Regions from separate parts of the Anas platyrhynchos genome. Here region 1 is linked to region 2. The links are chromatin contacts, called in public Hi-C maps. All regions are on one chromosome and are shown on one strand. The core of a region is the stretch at or near the end of the contact, and the rest is flanking DNA. Distances in the headings are between cores, read along the strand shown.

Region 1 (6,854 bases), core at 2,949-5,448, 130 kb before region 2:
AAGAGTGAGCATTCATATGAATCTGCTACCGGAAACAAATGTCACAGAAAATCTACCACAGGATTAGAGAAGTCAGGAAAAGGGAAATCAGTCAAGTCAATATTGATAGGGACAAATCTCTATTTAGCTTAGGTTTATGTCCCACAAAGAAGGGGAAGGGAGGAGCGAGTGCCAGGGAGGCACAGAGAGAGGGAACCTTCCTGCATGTACAGTCTGCCGTAATGGGAATGGTTTCAAGGACTGCAGCTCCCATCCTGGATCTCAAAAGGGGGAGAAGGAAAAAAAGAATGTGATTCACAAGCGTTCCCTCACAAATACTCAGAAAGGCAGCAGCCCACTGGAGATACGTCGTGCATGTGTGCGTGTGCTAAGTAACCTCTGCCACCTAGCAGCCTTGCAAATGCCCTTAGCCCATGGGCTTAGGGAGAGGTTGGGATGACAGCAGGATTCTCAGACACCAGAGTGGCGTGAGCCTTAGTGCCTCAAGACTGCTCCTGATTTACACCACTGGGATGGGATGAGAATCAGACGTTGCATTTAAGCCCACAGCATCAGTATTATATGTACTGTGTGTACACTCTGCTTTTCACACTCTGTCTATAATCTGATTCAAGCACATGTGCGCTGTATTCAACAGAGACCTATTTTTTCCCCCGTATAGTTCAGGCCTGAGGTCACCTACAATGTGAGACAATGCCAGTACAATATTTCTTTGTATCAGACTTGCCAAAACACCACAACTCTCCACTGTGTTTAAAAAAAGAAAAAAAAAAATAAAGAAACCACAAGGAATTTTTATTTTCTACAATCCCAATCAGAAGGCAGAAGAAGCTGCCAAATTATATGATAGAAACTCCTACGCACAGAACCCAGTAGAGCTGTAAACTGAACTTCTGTAGCTTTTTAATTGTAAATCCAGATGCTTTTATCCGCAATCCTTTTCAATGACCTTTCACTTGAAAGTCAATTTGTCAGTCTAGTTACAGTGTCTGAAGAAATCATCAAAGCCACAACACCAAGTCGCTCTGAAGACGCTGTTCCCCACACAACTGCAAAGTTGCTACACTTGTTTCCTGAGCTGAGGCACTCACATCTCACTCCTGCCTGCAGGATCTCAGCACCCTCCTCGCCCAGTCCACGGCAGCAGCACAGATGCTTCTCCTTTATAATCTAAAAGGAGAAAAGAGAGCAAGAAGAAGGGCAGGAGAACGATCTGGAAGCACAAAATGACAGCTATTTCAGGTCCTTACTGCTGACCTCAGTGGAGTGAACCCCCTTAGATGAATCTGGTCCTTTGTGCACTTTAATACCTTGGGTTCCTCTGAAGGCAAACACGGCTTGGGTGCAACGAAAATTATTAAATAACTGTTACAACAGAGAAAAAGAATTTGGCCTCTGGCTACAGGGATGGGTGCACTGCATGGTGATGGGTGTTGTTCCCCCACCTCAGCTCCGATCCTGTACTCGCCATATAGGTGAGCACGGCAGTGCAGGGATGCTCGTATTAGCACGCAGACCCAGCCGCCTCAGCACTCGCTGGCAGAGAAACCACACTGGTTTCCATTTGGAAAAAGAATCCCAGAGCTCAAATATGTTTCCTACACCTCTTGGGCCTGAAAAAAAATAGGCTTGAGAATTTCCTAAGCTCTGGCTTAGTTGTATTTCTGGTGCTTTCTAAGTTTGGATGAGCCAGAAATATGTGAAAGCAATATTTGGTGAGGGCTGGATGCTCTTGTTTGTTTTTGCAGCCAATACAGGACCTGCCAAGCTGTGAGGATATAAAAAAGAACAAGGAAAGTTGCATGCTGTAGGAGGGTTTTTTAATGTGTGGTTTTTAACATGGAGGAAATTTACATTTAAGTTTTGAAAAAAAGTTTCAGGCTGGTTCTAATTATCACCTAGGAGTTGCCTCCATCAATCCTAAGGGTGGTTATGCTCCCAAGTGTTGATTAATTTTACTGTTATTAATTCCTATTTATTTTAAGTGCTGACAATGTAATCAACCCAATGAAGAAAACAGAACTAAAACTTCTGCACTGCTGAGGTCACAGGCTACGGGAGAGGAATCAGCAAACAGATGATGCGAGTGGGCTGGAAGAAAGTGCTGATATTTTCGGAAGATATTTCTCTCTTCCCCTTTATAGCCAGCAATGGGGCGGGGGGTGGGAGGAAAGCACATAGAAGTTATGGGAGCTGCTGTTCGTGAGTCATGAGGAGAGAGGACTCAGGGGCACAGAGAAAGGAGCAGGAGACATGAAGAGCAAGCAAAGCTGGCTGGTGGTCATTAAATGAAGATGGTCAGAGGAAGAATAAAAAATTAGAGGGACAACTAGTGCAGAGCTGCCTAGGGTCAGGCGTCTGCAGTCAAGAGGACAGCAGTGGTTGAAGTTTGGAAAATACAGTCTGTGTCTTTGGACTGGCTAATTCTCTGGTTGTTAATGAAACTATTTAACATTGGATGGGAAAAAGGCCAGTGAAGATGACAGTCATCCCCAGAGATGCAAAAATCAATCAGGATAAACCTGGACCTGCCCACAGTTATCATCCAGCCCTTAAATGGAATAGAATGAAAAACTTCTTGGGTCTGGAAAAGAAAAGGGAAGAAAAACTGGTTGAGTTTGGAAGCAGAAATGCAGGAGTATCGTGAGGAAATCTGTTCCTCTATTACTGGCTCAGTCAAAAACAAGCAGTATCAGAAAGCTCATGAGAGAGTCTGTGTTTGTGTGATTCTAGTCTGAGTCCTACATGGAAAAAGGGTCAAAAGTTTATCCAAAGTTTAACCAGCATCTGAACTTTTCAGGGCTGAGCTGAACTGAACCTCTAACCCAAATCACTCTGCCAAACGTGATGCTATTCCAATCCACTTTTGCAGTTAACCCACTTCAGGCTCGGTTATTAGACCGCCTCCATCCTGCCTGTCCTTGCTTACTAACATGCATCTTTGGAGTTCCTACCACGGCTGTGCAGAAATTGAGGACAAGGTCTTCATGAAAGACATTAAACCATGTCCTCCTCCCACTTGCTTTCCCTGTACTCTTTCTACTTGTCACCCTGGCATGCACATTAAACATTTTCGGTTTCCTTTATGCTCAGGTACATGGATCAGCAGGGGAAATATGGGCTGCTGTGGCTGCTCCTTTCCCCACTAATCACCCATCTTGCTGCTACGTGTCTCCATGGGCACCCATGGTTCTCACTTATGGCCCTTCTGTGTTATATCACCAGAATAAGGAGACCAATAACTTCCACCTCTTGCACATGCCAGTTCAGCAGCACTTTAAAACAGCAGAACTATGTATCAGACCAGTGAGGCCAGTCTAAGAAATAAAATAGGTTCTTCTTGTAAAAAAATCTCCATGTAGCTCTTTCAGCAAGAGGGACTAGAGGCAGCACAGTTACATCTGCCGGGGTGCTGCTTCTTCACAGCCATGAGCCACATAATCTGCAGCAAAAACCTGGCGGGGATCCACAGAGCCATGAGATTAAAAGGAGATCCTAGAAATGATCTAAGCTGTGTGAAAGCGCAGCCTGAAAAGAGGAGTCTGGGTCTGTATAAATTTAGGTTCCTGAACTCACCTAAGAATGTAATCCCTACATTAAGCCTGTAGATTGATGATCATTGTCTTAAAAGTAGAGAGGCTCTGAAATTTATTCAGTTCAGATACTGGAAAGGTATTCCCCTGTAAAAAAAAACTTCTGAGATTATCCCAGTCATTTGTGTTTTCCCAGATTACTTTTCTGTTTCAATAGCAAGAAGAGATGCAACTTATAGAGAGACACCACTTCTCTTCTGTCAAATACTGCACATTCCAGAGTGCTTGCTCATGCTACATCCTTCCCTGTGGAGCTGCTGCCTGACTTTCCCAAAGATGATATTAATATCACAGACCATTATAATACAGTTATTTTCATGGAAGCCTGAGAGGAAGTCACGTGTCATTAATTGGTCCCTGGTGCCCATAAGGTCTCCATTTAGTTTGTTGTTTTTACTCGCATAAGCAGCAATGAAGTGAAAAGCTAAGGAAGTAGCAGTGATTGTCTTAAACGAGTATTATTTTAGTACCTGTTTGTTAAATGAATCATTATTTTTCTTAATTGGGTGAACATGTTTATTGGGCAGCGTGAGGACACACACATACACATTCTCCAACATCCCACAGAGTTTTCACTCCTCTGCATCTGCAAGGGCTGACCTAATGCCCTTGTGGCAGGCATCCTAGCTCTGTGTCGGGAAGGAGTACAGTGCAGAAGCCATGCAGTCATCTGCCTTTGCCTATGTGCTTTTCTGAGAAACTCAAAACAGAAGCAATATACACACAGAGCCATCAGAAGGTTCTTTCTTGCCAAATACTTCTGCCCCTGTCACCTGCCAATTCAAAGCAAATGCAGCTCTTCCAATGGTGCTGTCTCCTATTAACCAGATGTGCCTGATTTTGAGATGACTAAAGCCAGGAGTGTCAAATTGTCCTGGCTGTAACCTTGTCAGTGCGTGTGTGTGTCTGTGTACAACGCAGAGCAGGGCTTTCTGTTCAAGAGCAGAGCAGCACAGTAGGGGCAAAGCAGGACCCTGCAGCCAGAGGACAGCACTGAGAGTGCAAAGAGCTCAAGTCTTGTTTGTGACATGCGGCTTCTACAAGAATTAGCAAATTCCCTTCATGGTGATACCTACTTTTTTGCAGTGCTCTCGGATGTGTTTAGGAAGAGCTCTTTTGTTAGAATTGGTTAAAAATATATTTCTCTCAAACGTATATTTTTTTTTCAGTAGAAGGCTGTGCTTCAACAATTTTTGTGTGTTTTCTGCCAAGTCTTTTAACTTCTCATTGAAGAGTTAAAAATTCTCAAAACCAGAATGTTTTGGCTAAAAACAGCAACTCAATTCAGAAATGCTACAGTGGTACTCCATGGGAACGGCAACTGGGCTGCCTCATACTTGTGAAGGATGCAGACACCCCAGCCAAGCATGAGCTCCCAGTGTCTATCAGGGTGAAGACAGTCACAGTGCACCGTGATGGCTCATGGAGACAGGAGAGCAACGCAGCTTAGAGGGAGTGCATGACAGCTGATGCCAGTCAGCCAGAAATGTGTTCAAACAGCCATTCATGCAAATGAATACCTGAGGCCACTAATCCCCACAAGGTGTCATAGCAGCATTTCCTAATTGAAACTTTCCTCTCTCTCTCTCTTCCCTCTCTCTCTCTCTTCCCTCTCTCTCTCCCCTTCAGAAACCTTCAGGTTTGGGGCTATTTTTGAATGAAAATCCAGGCTTTCAAACATCAATGAAAAAGAAAACTTCTCTTTTTCCCTAAATTTCTTATCCTACATTCACTGTGAAAGAAAACTTCTGGAAGAGAGAATAAGACTGCATCTCTCTAAGCCACTGAATTTAAAAACTATCCTGATGTTTCTGAACATTGGTATTGTAAGAAGCACACAATGATGGACATTTTAGCAGGAGCACCAAACTTTTGCTCTTTTCACTTCAGCTGCTTCCAAAGCTTTCCTGTTGTCAAAATCTTCAGTTTCTCTCTTGCCCATCACAAAAAGGTTCCAGTCTCGTTCTTGACAAAGCTTGCATACCACAATCAAGCACTCTCAGTACAAATCCTCTCAATAGTATCAAGAGCTGAGTAAGAGTAGTAGTAGCAATGCTATTAAATTATATCAGGGCCTCAGAAAACTTACAGATTATCTCTGCCCTCCCTTGCTTTCTCCCAGAACTCTGACTGTTGGGTGACCAAGGAATACATTAGAAGCAAAAAGACCTCACAAAAGCAAAGGCTGAGTTTTTTATCTGAAATCAGCCATTTCAGTCCAATTCCATTCTATAAAGAACTGAAAGGCTTTTTTGTTTTTATTCCAAAGCTGAATGAAAACAATTTTTGAACTTCAACAGTTGTTGCAAAATGAAATTGTCATCTTGTGGACAGCACCACTGAGCATATGGTGTTACTGTCAAATAAATCTTGCTTAATATCAAAATGAATAACATTGCACTAATTGCATTCTTCAGTTATTTTTAACTCACTCAAGTCCTATCTTTTCTCATCTAAATAGAGCTTTCAGCAAATCTAGGAGTTTTGCAGCAGCATTTTCTACGCAATATGTTTTGCTATGCAAGCTATCCATTTTGCTATGCCATTTGCTCTGCTCTGCAGAACCAGAACAGCAGGAGACAGTCAGTTTGTTTCCTCTTCCTGGAAGCATTGAACATCTTGCAAGAAAGCTTTTTCATCAAAATTGTACAAATTATAGTTCATTTTTTGCTGGTCCAAGCAATCTGAATAATCTGGAGGAATACTCTTATTTTTTCCTATGGGATTTAGTCACATCAAAGCAACCCCTCATTGTTAGCAAACTTTTAGATATTTACTACTACTAATAAAAGACTCTTAAATATACAACAATTACTGCCCACCTGTGGCAGCTTGTGCTTCCACTTCTGAAAATTTCTTATCAATTCAAGGTTTATTTTTTATGTCTCTAGTCTAACCTCCAAAATGTATTTTAATATACTTAAACTCATGACGTGCCTATAAGGTACAGCAATGTAACTACCTCCATTACACACATGGGGAGCTGAGGTTCAGAGGTGTGAAAACTCACAGCCTCACATAATTCGGTGCATAGACCTTTAAGGTCTAACGAAGTTTGAGGAGCCAGACCAAGGGTGATCCTGAAGGTTCCTCAGAAAATCCAGAGAAAAATAAATAAAGAAGTGACATGGGGTTTCTCAGCACCCATCTCTGGTAAGACAAAAACCCACATTAGGTCTGTATTCCTCATACAGGTCCTAAGTATGTCCAGATGTCAAGGAAGCTGAGGCTGACGCACTACACTTTTCCTCCAAATTTCTG
Region 2 (6,393 bases), core at 2,542-5,041:
TAAAAAAATAATAAAAATTAAAAAAAAAAAAAAGGAGTCCCGCTCTCCTGCGAGCAGCAGCGCCGCAGCTCGCCTCTCGCCCATCGGCCCGGGGCCGGAGCTCCCGCTCCGCAGCCGCTCCGGGTGCGGGTGCGGGGCCCGGCGGGCCCCCGTGCAGCGCTGCGGAGCCGCGGCCGGGCGGCGGAGAGGAGGAGGAGGATGAGGAGGACATAAATTAGCGCTGGGGGCCGGCGGCGGGGCCGGGCCGCCCCGTCTATAGCGCGCCCCGCGGCTCGGGGCTGGCGGCGGGCGGCGGGGACGGGAGGCCGGGGCTGCCGGGGGGCTTGGCGGCCCCGGCGGGGGGCAGGCTCTGCTCGGCGCCCTCAGTCCTTTCCGTGTCGCTGGGGGCCATGTCGAGGGAGTCGGCGTCGCTGCTGTCGCTGTCGCCGTCGGAGCGGCTGGGGCTGCGCTCGGGCTCCCCCGCGGCGGCGGCGGGCGGCGGGGCGGAGCGCGGGGCCGCCGGCTCCGGCTCCGGCGGCGGTTCCTTGTCCTTCTGGGCCTGCGCCTCCTTGGAGTGCCGCCACTTCATCCGGCGGTTCTGGAACCACACCTTCACCTGCGGCCAGGCCGCCCTCAGACGGGCAGCACGGGACGCGCCCCGCACCGCCCCGCACCGCCCCGCACAACCCCGCACCGCACCGCCCGGCCCTCTCGTCCTCCCCGCAGGCCGGCCCGAGATAGAAAAAGAAAAAAAAAAAAAGGTCCACCCGGCCCTCCTCGTCCTCCTCTGCCCCCGCCCTTAGGCGACTAAGGTGGCTTTTTCCTTATTATTTGCGTGTTTCAATACAAAAGGGGCCCCCTTTTTGCTTTGATATATTTTTTTTCTCTCTCTCTCTCTCTCCCCTTCTACTTCTTCTTCCAGGAAACCAAATCTTGCTCAAGAAACCACAGCGTTATACAACTCCGTGCGCTGCCGGCCCTCAATAGTGGAATCATCGCAGAGTGGCGTTTAATGATTCCGTTTGAAGAAGAGTTTTCACTTCCCCTGAACTGAGGATTTCACAATGCGGGGAGAGATTTAGAGAGAAAAAAAAAAAAAAAAAGAGCGAGAGGCATTAAAAATAGTGTGTTCGCCTCTACTTCCTTTGACCCAAGCTGCCTCCTGCCGCGAGTTGCACTGCACCAAAGCGCATCCTGATGCTCGGCCCCGGGCCCTGCCCCCGAGCAGGCCCGTAAAAGAGCAAGGAAGGCAAAAAGCTTTCCTGCACCCCCCCCCCCCCCGCCCGCCCCCACAGTGTTCCCCTGAACAAAACTGGAAGTTAGGAACCCGGGAACGCACGAAACACAAGCGAAGCCGCCCTTACTTGAGCATCCGTCAGCCCCAGCATCGCCGCCAGTTGCTTTCTGTCGGGTTTGGTGACGTACTTCTGGATTTCGAAGCGCTTTTCTAAACCTTTCCTCTGCAGGTTGGAAAAAACAGCCCTGGACCAGGAGCGCTTCCTCTTGTAGGTCTGAGGCAGCGTGTCCTTGGTTAGCACCGCGTACGGACCTGCGGGGGCAAGGAGACACGGGCCGGGGGGCGGCCCGGTTAGCACCGACGCCGGGACGAGGGGCTCGAAGGAGACAGGGGCAGGGAAGGCCCGAGCCTACGAGTCCTACAAGCAGGCCTGCGGTCCCTCCGACACGAACAGCACGGATTTTAGTCCGTGTTTCCCTCTCCCTCCCCCCTCCCCAGCCCCTTCTCTCCAGGCCCAGGTATTCTTTCTGACTGGCCGGGGGGAACCTCTGTGTCAGGCCCTAGCCGCTCTGCCTCCCCCCACGAAATGCACCAAGCCTGAGCCTCGCTAGAAAAAATAAAATCGTGGAAAAAAATAAAAAAAAAGAAAAAGAAAAAAGAAAATGTCCTGGCGTTTCCAAGCGCCCGGCGAGCCCCTTCGGGCCCGGGGGCCGCTCCGGGACGGACGGGGGGGGACGGGATGTACCTGGAAAAGTGTCTTGAAACTGGTGCTGAACTGAGCTCCTTGGGGTTGTGTTTAAGGGACCCAGAAGAGCAGAGGCCTCGTTAATGGGGTCTAGAGACGCGAAGAACTGGCTGGCGGAAGGCTGCAAGCTGGGGAGATGAACCCCGCTTTGGCGGCTGGCGGTTAATAAGGAGGTGAGATCTGCGAGCACAGAACAAGCACAGCTCCGTTACACCGCGGTCGAGCCCCCCAGCCCGGCACGCCGCGGGACCCCGGCGGGGCTCGCCCTGCCTCGGCTCGGGGGGCGCGGCGGGGCCCCGGCGCTCGGACATCCTCCCCTCCGGTGGCTGCTCTGTCAGGATGTTTACGCGCTGCGAGGGGAGATTGATGGCAGCCAAAGCCTTTAAAACCGGCCCTGGCGGCCCACGAAAAGCCCGGGCCGGGCCGGGGAGGCCGGCACCGGCCGGTTCAGCTATTTTTACGCTATCGCTATTTTGCGGAGCGGCGCAGCGCGGGGCCGGGGGCTGTTTCGGGGGGTTTTGGGGGGGGCATTAAAAACTCGTCCTCACACCGCTGACGCTTCTCTCGGCCGGTTCGCACAGGGGGGCGAGCCGCGGGGCCCCGCGGCCGCTTAAAGCCCCCCCAAAAGCCGCGCCGAGCCGATTTCTCTACCTCTCAGCGTGTTGCCTTCCTTCACTTTGGGGTCGAACTCCGCCGACAAGATGCGGTCGATGCCGAATTTCAGGTCCTTGCTGGCGGGCGCCGGCGCCGAGCCGTGCGTGTGGCCCCCCGGCACCCGGCCGGGGGCCGGAGCCCCGCCGCCCCCCGCCGCCGCAGCAGCCGCCGCCGCCGCCGGGGAGCGGTGCTGCGGGGGCCGGTGGTGGTGGTGCGGGGGGTGGAAGGCGGCCGAGAGCGGCGAGAGGCGCTGCGGGAAGGCGGCGGCGGACGGGGCGTCGGGGGCCACGACGGGCGTGGGCCGCAGCGGCGAGGCGGCGGCGTGGAAGGGGCCGCCGTGGTGGACGGCGCCCAGCGCCGCCGGCAGCCCGGCCCCGGGGCCGCCGGGCAGGCTCTCGGCAGGGCCGGCCGCCGCCTCGCCGCCGGCGTGGAGGATGTCGGCGATGCAGAAGGACGGCTTCTTGGCCGCGGCGGCGTCCAGAGGGAAGCAGCCGCCGGCGCCGGGCCCCGACGCCGAGCAGTACGCCGCTGACCAGAGGCTGAAGTTGGAGGCGTAGAAGGGGGCCAGGCCGGCCGTGTACATCCTGGCGGCCGCCGAGCACGGGCTCTTCTCCCCGCCGGGGGACGCCGCTCAGCTGCCGGGAGCGCGGCGCGGAGCTGCCCGCCGCCCCGGGAGCATGGGGAGGGATGGCGGGGCGGGAGGCGGCGGCGGCGGCCGGAGCACTTGCCGAAGGGGCAGGAAAAAAAAATCTAAAAAAATTAAGAAGTCAAAAAAAAAGCTGAAAAAAAAAAAAAAAAAAGGAAGAAGTCCCCAAAACCAACGGCGAGAGGGAGAGCGAGCGGGCGAGCGCGGGAGAGGAGCTGCGCAAACAAAACAAAACAAACCCCCTTCCTCGCACTGGGGAAAAAATCCACCCCTCCCCAAACTTTCTCTGGCAGCCGCTCCCGGCCGCGCCGCAGCCCTCGCTCCCACCGCCCCCCGGCACAACGCGCCCAATCCGCGCTCCGCGGGGCCGGGACGCGCCGCCCGCAGACACGCCCCGGGCCGGGCCGGGCCGGGCCGAGCCGTGCCGAGCCCTGCTGGGCCGTGCCGAGCCGGGCCGAGCCGTGCCGAGTCCCGCAAGTGCCGCGCTCCGTGTGCCCCCGGCCCGGCCCGGCCCGGCCCGCAAGGTGTGCGCCCGTCGGGGAGCGCCCCGAGGGGGAGCCCCCCCGCTGCTCCGCGCAGCGCCTGCCCCCCGCGCCGTGGTTCCCAGCGCGGAGAAACGGAGCCGCAGCCGGAGGCTGGAAATGCTTCCCGGTGCACCACGTTTCCTCCCGGCATAAATGAGCCTCGGCCGGGCGGCAGCGAAATGGGTGTGCAGTGATCACGCTCGCAACGGAAGGATTTGGGGGAGCTCCGCGCTGCTCGGGGCCCAGGGCGCGTTGGGTCCTGCGTTAGCAGTGCCTAATAAATTGGGTCGTGTCGGCAAGCACCTTTATTGATTTTTTTCTATGCTCTCCACCCGATCTGTTCGCACACCCCTTCCACCGTAAAGACCAGTTCGTAATTTTGTGCAACTTTGACAACCGAATTACCCCCATTTTTTATATTTTTTTTTATTTTTTTTAAGAATACAACCATAACTATATTCGCTAGAATGTTTTAGGGACAAACATATCAATGCTTATTTCGTGCTTTTCCTTCCCTCCAACATCCATATCTGTCCCTACCTGACTCCGGGAAAGGGAGAAAACAAAACAAAACAAAACAAAACACAACAACAGCATTTTTTTAAGTCGTAGTTTCCCCAGCCGGGGCCGTGTAAGCCCATAGCTGCCGTTGTGAACAAGCTCCCGGGTCAGACGATTGCAGGTTTGTTTTGGTTTTGTTTCAAAAAATACTTTTATTTTTTTTTTACATAGCTTCTAAAATTCGGAGCCTTTTCCAGGGAACCGCCAGAAAGCCAAACTATTTTCCTTTCGCCAGGTATGAAGATGTAGATTTTGGGGGGATATTGAAACCACCTGTAATCGAGCGTGAGCACATTTCTAAGGCAAATGCCAGCGTGTCCGTGGGCACGTGTAAAGGCGAAGCCCGTCCCTCAGGAAAGCCCAGGCACGGCTTTGGTTTGGTTTGGTTTTTGTTAGCGATATTAAACCGAAAAATAACGAGGCAACGGCTTGCCAAGACGTGTCCGAAAACAAGGTGAAAGAAAGGGTAGGTTAGCTTTGAACTTTTCCTGCCTCGACAGGGGAAGCCACTTTTCCTTGCGTCTCCCCTTACTCCCCTTGTGCAGATGACCCCAGAGCGGCTCTGCTGGTTTCAAACCGGATCAAACGACTCCGCTTTCACTTGCGTTTCCACGGCGAGGCGAAGCCGTGCCACCGGCCCGCTGCACGGAAGGGCAACGAACTGCGCCGTTCCCACCGCGCCCCAGCTGCGCCTCGCCAAATTCCCATTCCCGGTGCCACCGCTGCTGCTGTCGCTGTCACACCACCCCGGGGATGCTCTCCAGGGCGGGAAAAAAAAAAGTGTTCAGGTGGTATTTTTATATATTTTCCCCCCGTTTTTTTTTCCCAAGAGTTTATTTCAGAGCCCCCCGCGGGCAGGTGCGCGCCGCCTCGGGACCCGCGCATCTTCCGCGGCCCCGTCTTGCTCCCCCCGCGGCCTCCCCGGGCAGGGCCGAGCCTTCTCCCCGGAGGCCCTGCCGGCCTCCCCGCTCCCTTCCCCGGGCCCGGGGCTCGCAGGGCTCCGCGGCAATGACAACGGCGGCGCCTCCTCCCCGAGCAAGGAACGAGAAGGCTGCAGGAAACCCGGGGCTCGCTGCAGCCCAGGTCATCTCCTGTTTTTTTTGAGAGGTTCCAACCCGGACTAAATGAGCGGATGTGCCTGCGAGATTTGTCCTAAAATAGAAGCGGCTTCAGTATTTTAGGATACAGCAGAAATCCTTATTTCTTCCGGAGAAAAACTTCATAATGAGCGCGAGCACTTCCCTTTTCAATATTTGTGCAACTTTATCTCGACCAGCAAGTTGCTTTGGTGACGCAAATCCGCCCTTGTGTATTGCAACTACAAAAATAAATGCAAGGAAATCAATTCCCTTCTAGCAATGAAAACATAAATATACAGCTGCGACTTTCCCCTTTAATCTTGCTTTCCGAGGGACTCGAGAAGGAGGCGAATGAACTGTGCAGGCTGGAGAGATGCTTTTTTTTTTTTTTTGAATAGAGTCTCGAAGGACTTTTTTTTTTTTTTTCCTCCCTACGAGGACGACAAAGGAGAGGTGGAAAAGAGTTATTCGAGTTTCTTGCGGAGATAGACGGGCTAACCCCGAGGCGCTGCTGCAGCCCGCCGGTCCCGGGCCAGGAGCATCTCGGAGATAGGGGGCGGCTGCGGGGGGGCCTGGCAAGGCTGCCCACGGGCTGCTCCTGCCCCTCGGAGCTCCTCGGCCCATCCCTGGCTCTCCCTGGCTCTCCCCATACAGCTTTTATGTTCATAGAGGTCGTTCTGTTTCTACCTCTACCTATACATTTTATATTAAAACATATTTATGCGCATCTCTAATATATAAAACACCACTCTCCTTATATACAGGAGCTTTTTTTAATCGCCTCCATCTCGTTGCAGCGCTGTTCCCGCTGCGGCCGCCCCGATGCTGCGGGGACCCCGCGCTGCGCAGCGCCGAGCGCCCGCGGGCCCCGGGCCCCAAAGGCCGGGCTCTGTCGCCACCTGCCGAGGCGGACAGCACTTCGGGGACAGCCGGGAGCCTCGCACCGGTGGCCGGGTTTGGTCCGGAGG

Evidence for each region. Hi-C and Micro-C count contacts between places; a contact is called where the count stands out from the background.
Region 1: a Hi-C map of subcutaneous adipose tissue shows a contact between it and region 2, with 2.5 times the contacts expected there. The contact joins the enhancer-like site here to the promoter of HLX in region 2. A contact is called at or near these places in 2 of 8 Hi-C or Micro-C datasets (liver and subcutaneous adipose tissue).

Annotation. Positions count from the first base shown.
Region 1 is chr3:23,966,590-23,973,443 of IASCAAS_PekinDuck_T2T, reverse strand. The region is part of intron 2 of LOC106019059 (a long non-coding RNA gene); the gene reads left to right. Among named protein-coding and RNA genes, the nearest start is that of HLX, 130 kb to the right of the region's middle. Within about 2 kb of position 4,198, at least 1 of the 8 cell types and tissues checked has an H3K27ac peak or open chromatin away from gene starts, as enhancers often do. A contact at or near this core is called in subcutaneous adipose tissue, where this site is marked.
Region 2 is chr3:23,839,096-23,845,488 of IASCAAS_PekinDuck_T2T, reverse strand. HLX (H2.0 like homeobox) reads right to left here and starts at 3,791. Exons shown (of 3, transcript XM_027453111.3): 1 at 2,613-3,791; 2 at 1,344-1,528; 3 at 1-595. The coding sequence starts at 3,198. The coding sequence ends at 254.